Regions from separate parts of the Mus musculus genome. Here region 1 is linked to region 2. The links are chromatin contacts, called in public promoter capture Hi-C maps. All regions are on one chromosome and are shown on one strand. Each heading gives the region's core, a stretch centred on a gene start, on an enhancer-like site or on the middle of the called end of the contact. The rest is flanking DNA. Distances are from core to core; before and after follow the strand shown.

Region 1 (5,985 bases), core at 3,344-5,843, 940 kb before region 2:
CGACAGAGCTGTACAGGTACCTCATACCGAGGGACCAGCAGAGGCAGCGCGCCAAGGCCAACCCAAAGTCCGCCCTCTGCACTGCTAGGCCCTGTGTGCTCACCGAGCGATCTTGATATAGTAATGTGTTGGCTTAGGCATCAAAAACTCTCCAGGGATCTCCACTTCAGCTGTCTGAGCTGAGAAATTGCTCAAGAACCGACATTTTTCTTCTATGAGGAAGAACTTGGGAAGCTGCTTGGTTTTAGCCTCGAGGATTTTGATCCACTTTTTCAATTTAGAGATCAGATTGTGAAGCTTCATGGATCCCGGGACACTGAAGTCGAAATCTGCAGGTAAAATAAACATGATTAAAGCAAGCTGTAGGGGCCGAATAGAACGCAACCAGGTTGGTTGCAGTGCCTGCCCAGTATATAGGAATCCTGGGTTCCATCCAGGGACAGGGCTGAGGAGAGGGTTAAGGGAGACAGTGGACACTGCCTGTGGCTCTCATCTTACAGCCCCTGCAGGGACTTCACTGCAATGTGCCCAGTCTGTTTCTGGCTAGTCAGCATTATGTGCTTTCTTTTAATGACATCTCTCTTGTTTGCTATTAGACTTTCTACTTGATGACTGAGGTAAGAACACTCTATCAGTGAACTGTGCTTCATGCCCTGTCACTGAGTTCCACTGAATTCTGCACATGGGGCTGGAGATGTAGCTCAGTGGTCGAGTGTCTGCCTAGCTCACACAAGTCCTGGGGCCATTCCACAGCACCACAGCATGTGCTCTCTGAGGCTCATCCCAGATGAAGTGTGCACCAGGAACTCCCTTAAGGTGTTCAATCGGGACGAATGACGCTCTACTCTGCCATGCTGTGCCTCCTGAGAGAACCCGTTTGCTGTGTGGTTTGTGGATTAGCAATGAGTGTTCATGCACACCTTGCTGCATGGAAGCCCTAAGCGCTCTCCCTTCTCCTTAGGTCGGCCAGTGGAGATAAGCGCACCACATATGCGCAGGGTTCCCTAGAAGCAGCCCTGTGGGAACAGCTCACGCTACAGTCATTCAACTCTGGCTGTCAGCTGAACAAACACTGTGATTCTCACTTCTTTTGGGGTTTGAGATCTAGTGTGAGTCAAGTGGAACCAGGTCACCAAACAGAAAACTGGTAAGGTGGAGCAGATTGAGGAACCAAGGCAAATCTCGTAATCGAGAATGGTTCCTGTCCTGGAGCAAGTGTCTCCCACGTTCCACTGGGAAGACCATGGCATCTGGTCACGTGGCATGGAGCCCAGAGTTCTCCACGCTGATGAGGTATCTAGATGGGCTGCCCAGAGGATTTAGCCAATTAAGCTTCTCTTTCCCAACATTCCCCTTTATAAAGGTATTTAACCTCTGGCCCACCCTGAGTAAGTTGTATACATCCATCTTTCACTAAACAGTTTGGACAAGCAGGACTGTCTCTCATCAAAACCTCCGTGGGGGGAACCTTGTTACCAAGCCACACCAGCTAAGTCTCCTACAAAAGGCCTCTCCTAGCCCCAGACACTCAGCCTTTCACTAAGTTAGACTCCCCCAGCCCTAGGCTCACTGCCGATCCTCGGGGCCCATTCCCATCTGAATGCCTGGTAGTTTGGGAACCACAGCCTCGGCCCCTGCCTGCACTTTTTCTCACCCGGGCTGGGGGGCCACCTTCCATCTCCTGAGTGGATGTTGGCATTCCACAAGCCTGGCACCCCAATGGTATCGAGAATGGGAAGTAGCCTAGTGCCCTTGCATTGTGTCTGCCTGAGCGGTGTCCACACACCCCAGGCACAAGGCAGAACACAGACCCACACAACTGCTTCAGTCTGTGACTGAATCTCTTGCAGACTACATGTGACGGGAGAATCTGACGTTCTGGATAAAGGCACTGAGGCTGCAGGTAAGAACAGACGGATCCTCAGTGTCTAAGGACACTGTGATGGGTTTTTACCCCTGCTCATTTCAGGAGCTTCCCTCTTCAACAGGGTGATGGCACTGCAGACTTCTTAGCTAACAGCTCCCTGGTATAGCTCCCTACTTCCTTTTCTTTTCTTATTATTTCTAGCTGTAGCTGTGTGATGTCTCTGTGTGTGAATAGACCGTACTGAGTGCAGGGTTACAGGCTCAGTGCACCTTACAGCTGAGGCAGGCTGTGTTACCCTCAAGCACCTTACAGTTCACACACAGGAGACCACCTGGTGAGGTGACAGGTCACACCTGCATGCCAGGTGGAATCACAGTAGGCTGACCGGTAAAGCAACTTGCATAATTAACAGGTATCTACTATAGGTACACACATAATACAGAGTTTTAATTGCATCCTTTAAAAATAGTAAGGCTTTAAAAATGACTAGAGTTTTAGGGTCTGGGGCGTGTGGCCCCCTGGTTGAGTACTTAGCCAGCTTGAGAGAGACAGAAGAGAGCTGCACCACGCCCCCACGGTTGCAGTATATCCGTAAATAAAGCACTTCTTCAGAGAATTACCAAAAAAAAACCGCAAGCAAGATGTTTCATTTGATTTTGAGAAACCGAGGCAAATCGTGTTCCTATACCTACAGGCCAATCAGAGAGTTAGAGAGATCTGTCTGGGGTAAGTTGTGTATAGGAGAAGGCACTGTGTCACGCAAACACACACTTGACTTAGGGAGTGGGGAGGTTCCCTCAGATGAGACAAGAGAGGCCTGGGGAGGGGACTTCTAGGAAAGAAAATGCCTTCACCTGGTCCCCCATCATCCTGCCTCCTGCAAGTCTGTACCCCACTTGTTGCTTTGAGGCCTGCACTTTAATCTTTAAAATTCTCCACGTCAACTTAAAACTTTCCCCCAAAACCAAGCGCAGGAAGGCAAGGGTTTGGGCTGAAAACCTTCCCTTTTCTCTGAAGGTCAAATTCTAGCCCTTCAGTGAGAAATAAGATATGGAGTCAGACTGTTGACAGTCATGGGCTCCTTACGTTTGAGTACTGAGACAGGCTCTCACTATAACTTGATATGTAGACCAGGCTGTCTTGGAGCTTACAGAGATCTGCCTGCCTCTGCCTCAGTGCTGGGATCTAAACAAAATGTACACCACAACACCTGGCCTGAGGTTATGTTTTAAGAAAGTCTAGCTGGAGAGATGGCTCAGCGGTTAAGAGTACTGGCTGTTCTTTTAGAGGTCCTGAGTTCAATTCCCAGCATCCACATCGTGGCTCACAAACATCTGTAATGGGATCCAATGCCCTCTTCTGGTGTGTCTGAAGAAAATGACAATGTACTCACATACATAAACAAATCTTAAAAAAATATTTAAAAAAATGATTTATGGGCTGGAGAGATGGCTCAGAAAAAAGAGCTGGGCATGGTGGCGCACGCCTTTGATCCCGGCACTTGGGAGGCAGAGGCAGGCGGATTTCTGAGTTCGAGGCCAGCCTGGTCTACAAAGTGAGTTCCAGGACAGTCAGGGCTACACAGAGAAACCCTGTCTCGGAAAAAAACAAAAACAAAAACAAAAACACACAAAAAAAAAAAAGAAAAGAAAAGAAACAAAGTCTAACAAGCGTGTGCGCAGGCAAGCCTACCTGTGGTGAACTGGCCCTTCAGCTTCTGGAAGACAGGGTCCTGGGCGGTGGCTTGTGCGCGGCGGGCCAGGGACTCGGAGGCCGCACTAGAGAACATGGTTGAGACGTTGGACACATTCTCCAGGCCGACCCCGAAAGTGCTCACCAGCTTCTTGACAAAGTTAAGAGTGTGAGGGGTGATCTTGGCGTCTGATACTGCACCGCTCTTTTCAAAGGCAACAGAGTAACATTTTGCCAGGCCCTGCTGGAGCTGCCTGAGCACCTAGCAGAAGAGACAAAGACCATGAGTCAGAGGGCAGCGTGGCAGGCAGCCGGTGCGGCCCGTGCCATGTCAAGCCCATACACACCTTTACTGACACTCGGTGGGCACCACATTACCTACAAACTCTCACGGCCACATGGAACTGGCCAGAGCCCGGCAGGACACACTGCTGGGCAGGAAAGTGAGTGGTAGTCTGTCCCCAGCTCAAGTGACTGCCCTTAGGGAGATAGCAGAGTGGAAGCAAGGCTGAAACCCACACACTGCCACTGCCACTGCCACTGCCACTGCCACTGCCACAGCCACAGCCACAGCCACAGCCTGTCCCTCACACAGGAGCCACCAGCAGCAGTTAGAAAGGAACTGAGGCCATGAAGGTGCGCACGGTAGCAAGGAGCCTTATTAGCTCCATTTCCTTGTCACAGGGACACAGGCTGGCCTGGGACTCCTGAGTGCCAGGATTGCAGGAATGGACCACTATGGCTTGCTGATGAGGCGCTGGGATGAAACCCAGGGCTCTGTGTACTCCTGGCGAGCACTCTACCTACTGAGCTACAACACCCTCGGCCGTCATATTTCAATGCCTTGAAGCTGCACTGCTGTCTGGAGAGCTATTTACCTAATCCACGGTGACATCAACTGTAAAGAGCTGTGCTGATCAGACACCCCGGTCTGAGCACAGCCATGTCTGCAGACACGGCTGGTACCATCCACTCCCTCTACAGGAGGCAGCGGCCGCAGAGCCAGGGCGCCTACCTCTTCGTGCCAGTTCTCTCTGAACCAGACCATCTGGTCGACGATGCCTTCCAGGGAGGACAGGAGGGTGGGGTGCAGCTCCCTCTGCATGTGCATGATCCGGCTGCAGCGCCACATGGGCGCTGTCGCTCTGATGGGCCCTGGATCTGACGCAGAATGGGACTGGTTACCCGCTGAACTGGGCTGCTGCTGTCCAGAATCTGAGAGCAACACACACAACGCCAACGTCAGCGCAAGACCCACGATGCCACCTCAGCGCAATACAGGACCCACTGGCCACAGAAGGCCGGTTCCTGCCACGGTGGGACAAGACCTTTCCTCCCAGGGACAGGGTGAAGATGGCCTGGTTCTAAGAACAACTGTCCCGCTTGACCGAAGAGTGGAGAGCAGATTAGTTCTGCCCTGAATACAGGTGGCCCAGGGAAAAGCTAGCGTGTGTGCCCACAGACTGCCTGCCACCCGAGAGTCCTAGCAGGTAAGGCTCATGGCTCTCTGAGCCCCTGTGTCATCTGCTGTCTGATATAAAATATTTGGAAAATCATCTCCCAACATATTCCTTGCTACAAAAGTTCGAAGAATCTAAAAAACTGATCTAAATACTTCATCCAGGAAGGCCAACCCCCCACTTGCAAAATGACATTTTTGAAAAATAGTCACCTCTGAGAAATACACTATAGAACAGAACACTGCATGGCCAGCTTTCTGGTTTAAGATCACTATATTTAGCCAGGAACTTAATTAACCTTAATTTTCTGATGACCAAGCCAAAGAGCTGACGTCACTGTGCTCCCCCCGGCCCCCCCACACACACACACTTGATCCTTCTCCCCGGCAGAGGCTCTGGTGCCATGTGTGGAAGCTGACTGGCTATGAGGCACCGTGCTTACCAAGCACCCACACCATAAAGTCAGGTCTTTGCTCATCAAGGCTGGTCAGGGCAGAGTCAAAGTCCTGCTCTTGGTTCTTAGGATCATCTAGAGAGCAGACTGCTGACAGCTCAAGGCCCTCAGCAGGTCCACAGCACATTTACACACTGACATCTTGGTTGTTGAGGCTTTCCCACAGTGGGGACCTCACCAGCTTCACTCTATCTCCAATAAGTCATCCCATGAACACCTACCCTCCTGCCACACACTGTTCAGCCATTAGGCTTGGTCCTCTGGCCCTGACCAAAAAGAAGCCTGACTACATGTGGGAGGGGAGCTGTGGGCAGGGGTGTGCCTATCACAGTGGTGAGATGGGTAGCCCACCTGTTATGGTGATGATCTGGGGTACTCCCCACGAGCCCTCGGAGCCCCCTGCCAGCCACCCCAGCCACAACATACCACTCTTGTAGCGCTCCCTCTGCTCAATCTTCAGGGTCAGGTACAGAGTCCGGATGGGAAAGTAGACAGCCTGGGGATATACCCGT
Region 2 (6,022 bases), core at 3,292-5,791:
TCCTAGCACTTGCTTTCAACCCATGCTTCAGGCCCTAGCACTGCAAGGAGTCTGCGTGTGGAGACCCCTACAGAACTCAAAAGGGGGAGGTATAGGAAACCTTTTCCCACTTTCCCTTCTCTCAAAGCTTTCTTGAAATGGTGATATTCTCGGACAATTAAAGTTTGCACTGAGTAAGGAATCACCATAATAAGTTTAACCCCTAAAAGATGGTGAGACAGTTTTATAAATGCTTTGTTTTTTTTTTTAAAGATTTCATTTTTTTTAGGTTGAGTTGCAAAACAACAAAGCATCCCAAATTCTATTCTCAAAGCTTTATTTCTCAGTTTTGTTACTAATGGAACTGGTACAAAGACTTCAAAGACATAATTCAAAAATATAAAACATATAGCTTCATCATAATTAAAATAGGGCTTTCATTAAATCTTTCCCTAAAAACTGAAGGACTGAAACTAATGGTACTCACAATGTATCATGTATGTATTACTTTATCGTTACTTATTTTTGCAGTGCTACTGGCTGCCCCATGTATTGTAGGCAAGCAGTCTGCAGCTGAGCTACAACCCTGGCCTGTGTGATCCCTCAAGGTTACGAAGTGCTTTGAGACAGGCGGTGACTTTTGTACAACATGATTTGCTTCATTCCATTCCTCTATTTCTCACATTTCAGTAATCTCCTTAGGTTGGCAATGAGATAAAAGAGAATTAAAGCTCGGAGTCAAGATACTTCAGTAGTAAAGCATAAACCACGAGGGCTCTCATCATGCTTCTCGATCTGCAGGAGTTGTTACATGTGGCAGCCAATGAGAATAATGCATCACCTTAGTGCACACAGAGAGCTCAGAGCTTCCCCCCGAAAGCCAAAAGTTTCAACCTGCGTGAGGTCGGCAAACTCTTGAATCTTAGATGTGTGATGTTTCAGAGCTGAAAGAGAGTAGAAAGGCCCAAAATGTCTTCAGTGATATCTATCACAGTACGTGGTGTAAGACAGTGTTACTCAAACATCTGAGACACGTGGAAATGACTACTTTACGATTAGGAACATTTATCTTACCTAGACCTTCAAAGTTTTCTTCTTCTACCCCACATCCATTGTCTGAAACTTCAATGAGGTCCACCCCATAGTCTTTAAGCCTTAGATCTAAAAAATTCAATATATTTATTTCTTAATGATTAAGCCATGGTAACATGCTGACAATATCTGTAACATAGAATGCAAACTTAGCAGACATGCCTACACTCTTACTAAAGGTACTACCGTCATTCTAATGGCTGTGTGCAGCACTGAAGCCCAGAATACCGTAAATGCTACGCAAGCACTCTACAGTGGAGCCACAACCCTAGCCCTGCTAGGCAAGCACTGTACAATGGAGCCACAACCCTAGCCCTGAATGCTTTATTTTCGAAAGTCCTCCTTGTAAGATCAGATTAAATAGTTGGTTTATTATTATCATCATTGTTATTATTACTATTTCAAAAGAAATACTTTTAACATAGTCATTAAGAACAGGCTCGGGCTGGAACAATGGTTCAGCAAAGCTAGGCTCACAACCAAGAATATAAGAACAGGCTCTGCAATCAGTTCCTGGATCATATTTTCTGAGCTTTATAAAAGCCTCAGTTTAACTAAATTCCTGGTACCTCTGTTTTCTCTTCTGTATGACAGAGATAGTGACTTCCAAATCATAATAGTCCACATACTAAATAAGGCATTCCTTGTACAATTCTTAGCACAATGCCTACACACAATGTAATTAAATTCTTATTCCATAGCTAAATAGCTGGCACAACATTGTTGTAACAGTTTTCCGTGATTTGAAAAATTCCCTCCAGGAGCAAGAGGGCTTGTGAGACTCCAGAGGTAAATAAATGTCACAAGTCCAGGAAAGATGAGACTAAACTGCTGAGTTTCTTAAAAGCTGCCTCAGGGATCATCACTCAAGCTGGTGTGGGCGGTTTGGTAATACAGCTGCTTTTGAATTACTATTGATCCCGTAAATAATCCCTCATCCATACTTCTGTCAGCATTGTCAATGCAAACACATTAATTCACCAAATTAGAGTGTGGTACGTTACGTTTTCGGTCTGTCAAGAAGCCCCCTCTCAGTAGGGAGTTGTGTGTATTGTGCTTCCCCTGGGAAAGTCTTTCACACAACTGTTAACATCAAAATAATAGGTATAGCAGTATTTGTTTTCTAATAATCCAGTAACGTTTCTGATATAAATAGCATAAATGATTACTTCTTGTTGCTTAAAACTCTTCCAAACCATGGGCTGGAGACATGGCTCAGCGGTTAAGAGCACTGACTACTCTTCCAGAGGTCCTGAGTTCAATTCCCAGCAACCACATGGTGGCTCACAACCGTCTGTAATGGGATCAGATGCCTTCCCTCTTCTGATGTGTCTGAAGACAGCTACAGTGTACTCACATATATAAAATGAATAAATTAATCTTTATAAAAAAGAAGTTTCCCAAACTTACCAATAGTAGTAGCACCAGCATCTACACTATTTTCTATCAACTCCTTCACAGCGGTGCTTAAACTGAGTACCACCTGCCCAGAACAAATTTGATGGACTGACTTCCCATCAATAGGCTTGATGGCCTTAGCACATTCTGTACTAAAACAAAACGAAACAAACCAGTCACAAAACACAAAATCGATACTTAGACAGAGCAGATACTTCAATCTTGGTAAGTGGCTGATCTGTAACTAGTTAGCCTAACCCACTCATTATATGAACACACTCATTTCACTTGCAGATATGAATGCTCGCCAATCTTTTAACACTCGTTTAATATGTATTTAAAATTGAAACTGAAAAATCTAATTATCCATGCATCTATATGGAGGAGACCTGTTGTAACCCTCAAGGGACAGATCAATAACACAGAGTTCTTTTACAACACAGAGTTCTTCATTCTTGAAAAGTTGAATAACTTTTCAACATTAGTTTTTTTGGTTTTTTTTTTACACTTTTTTTTTTTTTTGGTTTTTTGAGACAGGGTTTCTCTGTATAGCCCTGGCTGTCCTGGACTCACTCTGTAGACCAGGCTGGCCTCGAACTCAGAAATCGGCCTGCCTCTGCCTACCGAGTGCTGGGATTAAAGGCTTGTACCACCACGCCTGGCTCACAATTCTTAAAAAGTCAAAGTTTGGTGGGAAATACTGGTTGACAAAAATCATCTTCCAACTATGTAACTATTCTCATAATTGCTTTTGAAACCTGTACCCAAATCCATGCTGCCTACACTGCTCTGATGAAAGTCCTCAGAGCTCATGTTTGAGACAAGAGTTCATTCTCAGCCTCCAAATGATAGTCCCACCTCACGACCACACTCAGCGAACGGGTTAAGTCTCTTTCTGTCCTGGCTGGCCTAGGGTAATCGCCTTTTTGTCTCCAGTTTACCCTGATTGCTACCACCAGTTTTGTTCACTCTGACACAGGTTCCAAGGTAGCCCAGAGCGCCCTCAAACTCCCTATGTCGTTAAAGGTAACTATGAACTCCTGCTGAGCCTGTTCCTGCTCGGATTATAGGTGTGGCTTGATTCCCACCAATTTCTTTTTACAATTACAAATCCAGTCGAAAAAAATCTTTAGGTTTAAATTTTTAGTGGTGCTCATTGCCTATCATATGAAGTTTGAAGTCTAGCAACGACAAGGTCCCAATCTACTATCACTAATTCCCCTACGGTTTAGTCACCATAAAAATAGTTTCCCGGCTATGAAATGCCCCATAAAAGTATAACAGAACATAGGTGCATCCTTGCAGTAACAATTTTAGGGTATTTTCCATATGGTCTGACATATAGTAGACTTCCAAAAACCCTGGTGAAATAAACCAACCAACCTCTTTTCTCTTCAATCTACCTTGCACAGAACCTCGCTGGTTATCACAGCACTCGGGTGTTTGAAGTAGGAGGATCCCGAGTTCAAAGCACTACCTCAAAAAACCAAAACAAACACTTGCACTCGTTCTAACTGCAAAGGATCTCTGGGGAAATCACAAGGTTAAAATACAGACAGCAAATTTGCATTTACAAATCTGTCACCGAATGTAACTGTGCTGGCCTTCGAAGATGTGCTTCACTGCTATGATGCCGCCTGTGAACACTACACCAAACGCACAGAAGCACCTCAATATAATAAAAGTTAAAAACCCTATTGACTGCAAGATCAGCGTGAGCCTTTAAGCCTCCCTCCCCAAGTCTTCAAGAATAAAGACTCAATAAATAAACAAACAGCGGAAACGAATTTTGTCTACGGCGACTGATTTTCGTGCTGGGTTTCAAGTGCACGGCCTGTGGCGGGAGGATGCCGAGGAAATAGCTTCCTCACAGAGGACCCGGTCCAGTCCGCGAGCTTGCCCGCCTCGCGCCTCAGCCACTTCCGGTCCTTTCAAGAGACCGGGATACCGGGAACTCTATAGAATGCGCCCGGAGACCACAAGTCCAGCTCACCTCACGCCTTCGGTTTGCTCCATGGATGCAGGACTCCTCCAGTCACAGTCACCGCGGGAGAGTTGGCGCTGCCGCTCTCGGGAAAAGACGCGTCTCCTGGAACACCCATTGGTTGCTTTTGACATATGATCCGCCCCTTCCGGGCGGGCTAGCGAAGGCATGCCAAGACCTCTTTACCGGTGATTGGCCAACTCAAAGGTCAAGTTGGTGACGTTAGACCAGCCCGGCCAATGAAAGCTCGGGGACTTCATTTTCCGGAACGCCAGCAGCAGAGTCAGAAAGAAGGCGGCTGCTGTCTGAGGTGGCCTTGGGTGGCTTCTGAGCGTTCCTGTCCCTCGCCCGCTACCTTCCTTGGGTTCCCACCATGCCGATGTACCAGGTAAAGCCCTATCATGGAGGCAGCGCACCTCTGCATGTAGAGCTTCCAACCTGCATGTACCGGCTCCCCAACGTGCACAGCAAGACCACCAGCCCCGCCACCGACGCGGGCCACGTGCAGGTAGGAGCGTGCGGCCCCTGCCTGGTGCGCAGGCGCCGTTCGTGCCGCGCCGCACCCTGCCCTATCCCTCGTCCAGTCTAGCGCGCCGGCGCTGTGTCTGCCTAGGGTCCCGGTCCCTTCTGCGGCCGGGTCCGACAAAATCCTCCTAGATGAGTGCTGCTGTGGGTTCCTGTCACGATCTCCAGGCGCACAGAAAAGTGAACAACACGAAAAATGCTCATTCGGAGGAATTTTCAGAGCGATCCCAGGGTTACCATAACCCAGGTTGACGGGTTTAGTGCCCCATCCTTCCCAGTTTAACTTTTCCACAAGAGGTCCCGACTTTTACTGTAGTTATGTGTTGTTTTTTTCGCGGTTAGGTTGTGGAGGCTATCTTTAAGCTATATAATCTTGATGGTCTGGAAACATAGTATGTGTTCTGTTGTCTGGCATACTGTACAAGATTTTGTTATAACGATAGTGAGTGATCTTGTTCCTGGCCACACCCCGCTTATTTATCTGCCCGGTCCTCACTCATGGGCGCTGGAATTTATAGACTAGCTAACATAAATAGCCTGTATAGGAATGGAATTCCTGGCCCAGTGGGCAGGTTTGCCTTCCACTTTTTAAGTTCTTTTTCAAAGCGGTTATACAGGTTTAAGCTGTTACCAGCAGGATAATGGAGACATCCTAATGTAGTTTTAATTTGGATGTCTCCAGTTTCTAAGTAAGTTGAGGTCCTTTTTCGTGTTTCCTGGCCATGGGAGTGTGGGGCAGAAACAGTGCCTTTGTAGCCCAGGCTGTCCTGGGATTCTTACAGCCAAAGATAATCTTGAGCCCTTTCTCCACCAGTGGAGAAAGAGCTTCCAAGTGCTGGGGTTAGAAGTGTGTGCCTGCCTAACTCAGAACAATTATCTTACCATGCTTATCACTATTGTTTGATCTCATTTTCTTTCTTTCTTTTTTTTTTTTATTTTGGTTTTTCGAGACAGGGTTTCTCTGTGTAGCCCTGGCTGTCCTGGAACTCACTCTGTAGACCAGGCTGGCCTCAAACTCAGAAATTCACCTGCCTCTGCCTCCCA

What was found. Promoter capture Hi-C pulls out the DNA fragments that hold promoters and counts their contacts.
Region 1: a promoter capture Hi-C map of hippocampal neurons shows a contact between it and region 2, with 2.6 times the contacts expected there. The contact joins the enhancer-like site here to the promoter of Pms2 in region 2. A contact is called at or near these places in 6 of 39 promoter capture datasets (3T3-L1-derived adipocytes, the C10 cell line, cranial neural crest and 3 more) and 1 of 484 Hi-C or Micro-C datasets (cortical neurons).

What each region holds. Positions count from the first base shown.
Region 1 is chr5:144,844,204-144,850,188 of GRCm38.p6, reverse strand. It overlaps Trrap (transformation/transcription domain-associated protein), which reads right to left. Exons shown (of 71, transcript NM_001081362.2): 63 at 5,900-5,985; 64 at 4,575-4,774; 65 at 3,560-3,821; 66 at 104-329. Among named protein-coding and RNA genes, the nearest start is that of Mir7039, 50 kb to the left of the region's middle. Within about 2 kb of position 4,593, at least 10 of the 459 cell types and tissues checked have an H3K27ac peak or open chromatin away from gene starts, as enhancers often do. A contact at or near this core is called in hippocampal neurons, where this site is marked.
Region 2 is chr5:143,908,520-143,914,541 of GRCm38.p6, reverse strand. It overlaps Pms2 (PMS1 homolog2, mismatch repair system component), which reads right to left and starts at 4,541. Exons shown (of 15, transcript NM_008886.2): 1 at 4,463-4,541; 2 at 2,482-2,621; 3 at 1,054-1,140; 4 at 821-923. The coding sequence starts at 4,485. It overlaps Aimp2 (aminoacyl tRNA synthetase complex-interacting multifunctional protein 2), which reads left to right and starts at 4,703. Exons shown (of 4, transcript NM_001172146.1): 1 at 4,703-4,961. The coding sequence starts at 4,827.